Linked DNA regions of Mus musculus: region 2 is linked to region 1. The links are chromatin contacts, called in public promoter capture Hi-C maps. All regions are on one chromosome and are shown on one strand. Each heading gives the region's core, a stretch centred on a gene start, on an enhancer-like site or on the middle of the called end of the contact. The rest is flanking DNA. Distances are from core to core; before and after follow the strand shown. Region 1 has its middle 60 kb from the start of Gm25516. Region 2 holds the start of Sstr4 (somatostatin receptor 4).

Region 1 (5,252 bases), core at 1,473-3,972:
TACTCATAGGATCTGATACAATAAATTCTATGGTATTCATTGCCACAGGGTGTTTTAGTCAACTCAGGCAAGAAATGTGCTTGTCTCCCTTGAGCGTGTGCAGAACAGCTTGCCATATTGTTTTGGAAATGATGCAGTGTCTTAAAGAATGGTACCCTTGTTGTCGAGCCTTATCACAGGAATCTGGCTGCACAGTGTCCTGGTAGTGTGGAGTTTAGCTTGGGAGTAAACTCTGGTCTGTTGATACTGAAGTCTGGGCTTCTGGCCCATTGTGGCCATACATTGAATTAGCCAGCAGTTTATCAGCTGGCTCCTTTGTGGACTGCAATGTGATGCTCATCTCTGGGTCTGACGTGAGCCCTTCCTTGCAGAATCCTTCCCTTCTATCCTAAATATGCCTGGGAATCAACTATTGTAAATTACAATCTTTATCTAACTCAAATGTAGATCTAAAAATGTGATATTCTGTGTTTTAGTATCTAAAAATACTATTATCTCAGTTGTTTCCTCATTGTCATAAGACACCCTGACAACAGCAACTTGAGGGAAAGAGGATTGATTTTAGTTCCCAGCTGATTTCATGGCACAGCATATCATTGCTGTGGAAGTCAAAGTGGCAGAGGACTGAAGCCGCTGGTCCCATCGCATCCACAATAAGGACAAAGCAGGGGAAGCATAGGCTTGCTCAGTTTCCTTTCCCCCTATGTAACTCGGGATTCTGGAGAGGAAATGGTAATTACTTACAGTGGATTAATCTTCCCACCTCAACTCGATCAAGATGATCTTAGAAAGGTGTGACTACAGGCCTTTCTCATAGGTGATTCTGGATTCTGTCAAGTTGATGATTAACACTCTCTCATATACTGTCTAGTCTAAATTCATACTTACTAAGTCCAATAACTTAGGTGAAGGTTTTATGTCAAAGACATACATAAGCCTTTGGCTTAATAGATACTTTTTCTCTTCCTCAATTCTAAATCCACATGCATTCTTGTGCATTCACAAGCTCAAGCGCATGCACGCTCACATGCAATAACATTCTTGCATTCACAAGCATGCTATATACTGCTGCAGACATGCTTTCATGAGGCTAGCATGCACATGTACTTGCACATGCTGAGGAAGATGAAGACAGTCACACAGGTCTCATATACATGTGGGATTTAGAGGCTGCAGCACTGAAGAAAAAAAAGTCATGAATCCATGAATCAAAACAGAGTTTCTCAAGTGCTTTTCTTATAGTTCGATGGTAAAGCAGTTGCCTAGTTTGTGTGAGGCCATAGGCTTGGTCTCCAGCACTGCAAGTAAACAAAATAAAAGAAATAAGAAAAAGTTTATATACCACAGTGTTGACCTTTGGTGTGTTGTGTTCACTGCAAAATCCTCAGTCCTAGTTTTCTCATCTGATAGATGCAATAATGAGACTCTTTCATCTCAGAAGCTGTTTCTTTGATAAATATCAGAAAAGCTCCTGGCCTCTTGGAGGCATGAGCCCAAACCTCAGCTACATCTTATGATGGTTCATTCATTTCCAGACTTGCTTTCTCCTCAGTTACAGCGAGTGCTTCTGGTCCCTAGATCTGTTGGGAGGAGAGTAAAAGGAACACCAGGACATAGTCACCAGTATGAAGGGCTTGTGTTCATGGTTGTACAGCAGAATGGATGGTACCCACTCATGTTGGGTAGGATTCTGTCTCTTCCCACTTCTCTCTCCTGAATGGCAGAGGGAACCCTACTCCCTCACCTTCTCAGAGCAGCAGAAAATCTTCCTGTATCCTCTGAGTGAACTTAACACTATGTCCAAACATCATATAAGCAGTAACAAGAGGAAACCCCTCACACCCACTTTGGTACACCTTGGTGTTTGCCATTATTAGAACAGCAAACGGAGTGCTGTTGATTCACAGGCTTGTGGTTTACCAACCCCAGCAGCTCAGTTCCTCTTCCTACCCTGTGACTCATGAATACGCACCAAATCCTAAATAGTTTATTTACTGTTTGAATGCCTTTTTGCTTCTTGTCCTATTTCCCTCTGGACAGATAACCTAAGGTGCTTTCTTTACTCACAGAAGTAAATATGCAAACAAGAAATATTCTTTTAGGAATAAAGCAAGACAGAACACCAGAAATTTTGCAGACAAGGGAAGAAAAACGTCTACTACTGGGCTTCACTTAAAAAAAAAAAAAAAAAAAAAAACTCAGTTCTAATATCGAACCCAGCACAATGCTCATTCACAGAATATTTTTGCATCAGGTGAAATTATATAGAAACCTTACTTAGAAGAACCCTGAAGTATGGTGATGTTCAGGACAAAGGACTTGGTCCGCCAGAAGGTGATCATGAGTCCTGGCTTCCTTTGGGGGAATGGAAGGGATTGCTTGGTAACCCATCCTACTTCACAGGCCCTCTATGGTGTGGCCATGTGAGCTGTGTCCCGGGCTAGGACCATTGAGGAGCTGAAGAGCTTGGTAGAAAAACCTAACTGTAGACTACCAAATCTGTACTTCAGGAGAGTGCAGGTGAGCCGTGTGCATGTTCCAATTAGTGACCTTGGCAAATGCTGCCAGAATTTTGCTGGCCACATATTCCAAAGGTTAGTCTATGTTTCACTGAAATTTACAGAGTAACTTTTCCAAAGTTTTTTATCTAGATAATGGCAGAGGTGAGTGCTTCTTGGAGCACAGTGTTTGCTGTCATTGTCCCCGAGCCTCCCACATGGACAGCACTGTTGCAAACTTCCTAGTCTGTCCTCCAGCAAGAGCTTCCCTATGGTGCTTCCTTGGTTCAAGTGAGAACTTGTATCTTTAGATGATTACAAACCACTCTCTCCCTCTGCGAAAACATCCAGTCCCTTGCCCTAAGAAGAGTTTAGGACACCAGGACAGCCCATATCTGAATTCTGTGCAGATTTTTTTTTCTTTCTGAACATCTCCGGTCAAGTTCAGAATCTCTACTTTTCAGAACCATTCCCCCTAAAGTGGTCCAGGGTTTGTCCCTCTGCTGCTAGGGCCACTTGATGCCATGTCGTGGGTGAGCAGTAGATTTCACATTTTTCTAATGCACTAGTGTGTGACTAGAATTATAATTATCCTCTCGTTTCCAGGTGGTTCATTGGCAAACTGGCAGGCTGGATGCTGGCGCTGTTTCTTTGTATTCTCTCACATGTTATACACGTGAGAGACAGAGCTATAGAGAAGGCTTTGAGTCTCAACCAACAGCAACAATAAATCTTCTTGTAATAACACTCTGTACCTGTGTGTTGGTTAGTTTTATGTCAGCTTAAAACATGCTAGAGTCATTTGAGAAGAGGAAACTTAAGTTGAGAAAATGTCCTTACTAGAATACCCTATCAACAAACTGGGGTTCATTTACTTGATTGATGGTTAATGTGGGAGGGCCCAGCTCACTGGGCACTACGCCACCTCCGGGCTGGTTATCCTGGGTTCTATAAGAAAGCAGGCCTTGCAAGCCATGAAGAGCAAGCCAGTAAGCACTATTCATTCTTGGCTTCTGCTTTATGTCCCGCCTCTGAGCTCCTACCTCAAGTTCCTGCTATGACTTCTCTGGATAAAGTACTACAAGCTGTAAAATGAAATTTTATCCTTTCCTCTCCAAATTGCCTTTGGTAATGGTGTTTTATCACAATAGTAGAAACCTAAGTCAAACAGCCACAACAGGAGACATATAGACCATAGACACTGACGCTTGACAAGAAGTGCAGTCCAGAAGATTAGCCATAAGGTGCAAATGTAAGCACATCACTTAAACTTGTGTAATTTTCTTGGTAGTGCTTCTGTTTCTAACAACTGATCTCAATGGCCTCTGGGCAGTCAAGTTAAAGATTATCCTCGGTAATTTAATAAATCTATTATAACCACCTAGTGGGTGTTTTCTATGACTGTGTTATTGATTCCATTGTGTAGAAGAAACAGGGAAGGCTCTGACAGGTTAAGTCACTACCTAGGCCTAATACACCACACAGTAGCTTCAAATTCTTCTACATCACTGTAAAATTTGTGTTGTCAGTCATGATGCTGAGCTCTTGTGAAGAGGCAGTAAGAGAACAGGGAAAGATGCAAAATAATTTTTTTACAATATTTCCACTAGTCTAGCTAACAGAGTTATTATTACTCTCTGGAGATACAACACAAATCAAAAGGCAATTGAAATAGAGCCTAACCTGACTTAAATTCTGACTCGGCCACTTAAGAGCTTAGCAAATTTAAGTAAATCCTCTCACCTCTCTGATTCCCAATCCATCACCTATACAGAGGGATTCCTCATGCTAGCTTTAAAGTCTTGCTGTGTGGCTAAATGGTAAATTATCTTGAGACCATAGAATATCTAACAAGGCCTCTAACCCACAGATGGGAAATTAAATAGATGAAAGATAAAAAAGATAAGACATTTCAACACATGGTTATACAAAACTCATTTTCATGTTTTTCTTCCCCAAGAGAATGAGTATGGTCTTAGAATGAAAGTTACATCCATTGCTCCGTTCAGGACAGATTCATCGAGAAATTGAATCTGAATGGTGAGGCATAGTGTCAGGGCCATAATTTTGGAGGCTCTGAATTTAGAATCTCATGACCCAAAGCTGGAGAATGAGTAAAAAAAGCAGTTGTTGAAAACACAGAAACCATGTGTTAATCTTGGCATGAGTTAGGAGGGCATGGATGGGCACTTCAGTTGTCTTTTAAGAAGTAGGACAGGGGTCAGCAAATTTGTTTTGCAGAGAGCCAATTAGTAAATACTTTAGGCATGTGAGCCCCAGAGCCTCTGTCTTATGACTTAGCTCTTCCACTGTGGCAGAAAAGCAGTCACATAGCCTGCCATTAAACTCACAGGTCTGTCCCAATAAAGCTTTATAAAAATAAGACAGACAGGCACGGGGTTTGGCATGAGCACCATGGTTTTTCCACTGCTGATACAGAGTTTTAAATTAGCTTGAGAGTATCATCATCAAGAAACGCCCCACTTGAGAGGGGGGTATTTAAAAAGGTATTAAGATCCCAAAATATAGTTCAAGAGAATTTATAGGAAGGGATAATTTCTGGAAGTGGGGGTTCATGAAAAATTAATTCTTTTTTACTGTCTTAAAAATGACTCTGGAAAACGTACAAGGGAGGGGAGTGTTTTCACTATTCTGTCTGAAAATATCCTCCAACAGAGGATTCGAATGTGTTCAAATGTTATTTTATCCAAATAGTGGTGGCAGTTTGGAGAAATGAAGACTCCAGTGCCAGAA
Region 2 (5,252 bases), core at 1,887-4,386, 580 kb after region 1:
GATATCAATGAATGTATGGAATTTCTCAGTGCCAGATGTCTTTCATGTTGTAATTGTTTTTTCATGTTGTTGCTCTTAGGATATAGCACCTCATAGATCCAGGTTGGTCTTGAAGTTTCTATGTAATACAGGTTGCCCTTGAACTCTTAATACTCCTGCCTCTACCTCCAAATGTTGGAATTAAAGGTATGTGCCACCATGCCCACCATGTCAGACTTTAAACAGCTTCAAGTATGTCAACTTGCTTGGAACACACAACAGCATAGTGGGGAAAGGGGATAGGGTGATGCCCATTTACAGCGAAGGGTGTGGCAACTCAAATTGGATGTCTTGCCCAAGATCATTCACTGGTGTAATGAAGCAAGGGCTTGTGGGGAATATAATGTCATGTATGTTTTATAAATACCCAGAATTTGAACAGGCTTCATCCCTCACCCAGTACCATCAGCAAAATCAAAACTTCAACTTTGAGATCTGTTTCTGGACTTTGAGGAACAAAGGCCACAGCAGACATCTTGTCTGTTTATCGTGCCATTATCACCAAATGACTGCCATAGACAAGGTACATTGGAAGAGATTTATTTTGACTTGATTTGAGGAATTTTAGTCCATAGTTCTTGTGCCACAGATTCTATACTGAGGCAAAATGTCATGGCAGTTGGCAGACAGGAAACAAATGGACAGGAAAATACAAGAGCCAATTATGATCTTTAAAAACACAGACACACACCACCACTACCTAGGCTACAGAGATGGCTCACTGGTTAAGAACATTGACTGCTTTTACAGAGGACTGTGACTCTATTCTCAGCATCCCCATGGCAGCTCACAACTGTTTGTAATTCCAGTTCCTCAGGATCTAACACTCTCTCTGGCTTCTGCAAGGCACCAGGTAGCATGTAGCTCAAACATATGCACAGATAAACACTTAGAAACTGAAAATAATAATTTCCTTTTAAATTGAAAGACATGTCCCCAAGAGACCTATTTTTCTTAAGTAGGCTCTGCTTCCCAGTTTCCATTCTGCAAAGTAGTGTCACCATCAAGGGGACACAGCCTATGGGAGACATGTGATATGCAAACCAAAACAAAGTCAGGTTTCCCAACTTCCTTTTACACAACCACAAGAGATTTGACCTTTGCAACAGTGCTATGCTGTAGGTAGGGCCTCTTGGCATCAACTTAATACCAGTTCATTGAAGCAACTTTTAAAAGACAAGATCAGATGGCCCCACCAGTCCCTGAACCTCATTCATGACACATGTTCAGAGCCCGAGGCAAAGAGTATGGAGGCAGGAAGTACCAGGAAGGAACTTTTGAGGAAGAAGTAGGAAGATTCCAAAAGCTCACCCGGAGAACTTCAGGAAAGACTTTTCCAGGAAGAGAGAGTACTGAATGCTCAATAGGTGAAGGGACCTCGGAGGAGGTGAGTCCAGGGAAGGGGACAGACAGACAACACGCTTGACCTGGAAATAGAGGTAATCTGTGGAACAGTTACTGAAGAGTCTCTCCAGAGTCCAGAGTTACACAGAAAGCACTGGACACCTCCTTCCACTAAACATTTCCTCTGCTTTTTTTCTGTGTGAGGGTCCAGGCCCCTCCCATGGAGACATTGATAGGAATAAGACTAAAGGAAAAAGCAGGCACATTTAAGGACTGACCACAAAAGGGGTCATGCCCTTTAGGGCCAGCTCTTCTCTAGGGCCTTGCTTTAGCAGCTTATCTAGGGCAGAAGTGGAGGGTTCCCTGCTCATGTCTAGCAGTGAGTTTGGAAGCAGGGATGGATGACACAGGCTGGCAAGCCATCTTTCTTCCTGTGGCAGGAACCTCCATGAGTGAGTGCCATGTGGGAGTTAGCAGGTCTCTCTGTCACTGGAGTCCACTTACTCAAAGCACCTGGGAGACAGGGATTCACTTTCTTTTTCTTTTTCTCTTTTATTTTTTTTTCTTTGTTTTGTTTTTTGAGATAGGGTTTCTCTGTGTAGCTCTGGCTACCTCACTCTGTAGACCAGGCTAGCCTCTGCCTCCCAAGTGCCAGGATTAAAACCGTATGTCACCACTAGCATTCTCTCTCTGTCTCTCTCTCTTTCTCTCTCTGTCTCTGTCTCTCTCTCTTTCTCTCTCTGTCTCTGTCTCTCTCTCTTTCTCTCTCTGTCTCTGTCTCTCTCTCTCTCTCATGTGTGTGTGTGTGTATATATATATATATGTATATATATACATGTGTATATATATATATATATATATATATATATATATATATATATATGAATGATGGGAGGCAGATGCATGCATGCCACAGTGGGAAATAGAGGTCAAATTTCTTTTCTTGTGAATCATAGGGATAAAATTCAGGTCTTCAGGCTTAAGAGCAAGCACTTTTATCCCTGAGCCATTTCACTTGCCTGAGGTTAGTTATCTTGGGGTTAAAGGTATCTCTAGTTCTCCTAATACCACTCCATTTCCTGAGGACCTTAATTCCATGCAGATTCAATTTAAAAGATTCAGAGGGCCAGTGTTTGGGGTGAGGGAGGGCGGGCGGGCAGGAAGAGAGGGAGAGATCCAAGACACACACCCCAGGACCCCAACTCCACCTCTGGCCTCTTATCGACCTTGAATCCACAGAAATGTCCATAGAGACTTTCAGTTTCCCTCATCCCTGGACTGAGCTAAAGGACAATACAGGACTTTCTGAACATTGAAAGAGCAGGGAAGGGCTGTCAGGTGCTGGGATGATGGCTCTGCGTGCTTGGGTGCTTGGGGTAATCTGGGGCCATCCAGATACTTTAATACCCAGAAAACTGTAGGTAGTGAGCGAGCGATTCGGAGAGAACCAGGATCCTAAGGGGAGAGGATCTGAAGAGCTGACGGAGGCGAGATCTAGCGGCACACGGTAGGACGGGTTCCAAGTAAAGTTTCTGATAGCCCGGCGAAACTGGCAACATGGCAGAGGTGGCGCAGGTAAGAAAAGCCCACAAGAGCTCTTCGGGCAAAGGCACCTGAGGTTGGGCGCGCGAAGGGAAGGGCGCGCGCCGGGCAAATGGAGCTCCCGCGGCCGAGGGGCGCGCGGCAGCGCAGGGATTGGCGGGTGCTCCCGGGCCCCCGCGCACTTCTTAGGCGGAGCGGCTGAGCCGAGCGTGTGCGCGCGCGACCCCAGCCCGCCTCTTGGTCCTTGGCTCAGCGCTCCGCTGCTCTCCACCGCATTCCGCTGCCCGGGGTGGGCACCCCGAGACATGAACGCGCCAGCAACTCTGCCTCCGGGGGTCGAGGACACCACCTGGACCCCTGGGATCAACGCCAGCTGGGCTCCGGACGAGGAGGAGGAGGATGCGATGGGGTCCGACGGCACAGGGACAGCGGGCATGGTCACTATCCAGTGCATCTATGCGCTCGTGTGTCTGGTGGGCCTGGTGGGAAACGCCCTGGTCATCTTCGTGATCCTACGCTATGCCAAGATGAAGACAGCCACCAACATCTACCTACTCAACCTGGCCGTCGCCGATGAGCTCTTCATGCTCAGCGTGCCATTCGTGGCCTCGGCGGCTGCCCTGCGCCACTGGCCGTTCGGGGCGGTGCTGTGTCGCGCAGTGCTTAGCGTGGACGGCCTGAACATGTTCACTAGTGTCTTCTGCCTCACCGTGCTCAGCGTGGACCGCTATGTGGCTGTTGTGCACCCTCTGCGCGCCGCCACCTACCGGCGGCCCAGCGTGGCCAAGCTAATCAACCTGGGAGTGTGGCTAGCATCCTTGCTGGTCACCCTGCCCATCGCAGTCTTCGCTGACACCAGGCCAGCTCGTGGGGGCGAGGCCGTGGCTTGCAACCTGCACTGGCCTCACCCGGCCTGGTCTGCGGTCTTTGTGATCTATACTTTTTTGTTGGGCTTCCTACTCCCGGTTCTGGCCATCGGATTATGCTACCTGCTTATTGTGGGCAAGATGCGCGCTGTGGCCCTGCGGGCTGGCTGGCAACAACGGAGGCGCTCAGAGAAGAAGATCACTAGGCTCGTGCTAATGGTGGTGACCGTCTTTGTGCTATGCTGGATGCCTTTCTATGTGGTGCAGCTTCTGAACCTGTTTGTCACCAGCCTCGATGCCACTGTCAACCATGTGTCCCTCATCCTGAGCTATGCCAACAGCTGTGCCAATCCCATTCTCTATGGCTTCCTCTCTGACAACTTCCGGCGCTCTTTCCAGCGGGTTCTGTGCCTGCGCTGCTGTCTCCTGGAAACAACTGGAGGTGCTGAGGAAGAGCCCCTGGACTACTATGCCACTGCTCTCAAAAGCAGAGGGGGTGCAGGATGCATATGCCCTCCTCTGCCCTGCCAGCAGGAGCCCGTGCAAGCAGAACCTGGCTGCAAGCAAGTCCCTTTCACCAAGACCACTACTTTCTGAAAACCATTTTACCCTCCCTCACCTCGCCTGCAAACGGGTCTGCGCCACTCTCTCAAGCCAGCAACTTCAAGAACAACTCCTGTTTTCACTAAGCCAGGCCCTTTCAGCAGCCTGTGTGCTGTCCCCAGGAGCCTCAGGACTCCTGCTAGTCCCTCCCTCTCCTAGGACTGGCTCCAAGGACACCTCCATGGGGGTAGGACTGCCCTGGGATTTGGGCTAAAGTACCATCCATTCCTGGGCCTCTGGCAATTTTTCAAGAGGTGGGAAGCAGGTGGTGGTCAGAAAGGAATGTCTACCCTTGTGTGACTTGTGACAGTGACTGCTTGAAAGAGCCCTTGGGAGGCTGAGGTAGGCAGAGCCTGTGCTCTGTGTAGGCTCTTTGCTGTATGGTAGCATAGTGTGTATGGTGAGACAAGGGAGAAGATAGGATAACTCCAAGTGGTTTCCCTCTGTGTCGGTCTGAGGCTCTCGTTGCTAAGTGAGATGTCTACGTAACAGACGAGGGCACTTGCACTGTCACTGTACAAGTGTTTTCCAGTTGTCAAGGGGCCAGTAGAGACTTCCTGTGAGTGTGAAAGGCTTAAAGAAGCATGATGTGGGGCGGTTTTGCAAGGCATAAAACTTCTGGTCAGGAATTCAAAGGCAGAAAGGATTAAAATCTCATCAGCTGCAATTTTTTTTCCACCCCCGTCCCTGATTGCAGGAATATGAAACCCCATTAAAGCCCGAGCTATGCTATGAGGGGGAAGGTGTCGGAAAAAGACCAGAGAACTAGGTGGAGGGGAAACAGACTCTGTTTTGACATCAGATGATGACCACAGTGAAAAGCCATTCCTGTGCCTTGTAAGTTAACCACAGCTTCAG

What was found. Promoter capture Hi-C pulls out the DNA fragments that hold promoters and counts their contacts.
Region 2: a promoter capture Hi-C map of liver shows a contact between it and region 1, with 2.6 times the contacts expected there. The contact joins the promoter of Sstr4 here to the enhancer-like site in region 1. A contact is called at or near these places in 14 of 39 promoter capture datasets (the 3T3-L1 cell line, 3T3-L1-derived adipocytes, the C10 cell line and 8 more), 14 of 484 Hi-C or Micro-C datasets (adipose-derived mesenchymal stem cells, cardiomyocytes, cerebellum and 7 more), 6 of 115 datasets of contacts at active chromatin or transcription factors (embryonic forebrain, embryonic hindbrain, extraembryonic endoderm stem cells and 3 more) and 1 of 9 other capture datasets (embryonic stem cells).

The regions. Positions count from the first base shown.
Region 1 is chr2:147,811,804-147,817,055 of GRCm38.p6, forward strand. No RefSeq gene overlaps it. Among named protein-coding and RNA genes, the nearest start is that of Gm25516, 60 kb to the right of the region's middle. Within about 2 kb of position 2,723, at least 14 of the 459 cell types and tissues checked have an H3K27ac peak or open chromatin away from gene starts, as enhancers often do. A contact at or near this core is called in liver, where this site is marked.
Region 2 is chr2:148,392,241-148,397,492 of GRCm38.p6, forward strand. Sstr4 (somatostatin receptor 4) reads left to right here and starts at 3,137. Exons shown (of 1, transcript NM_009219.3): 1 at 3,137-4,524. The coding sequence starts at 3,231. The coding sequence ends at 4,388.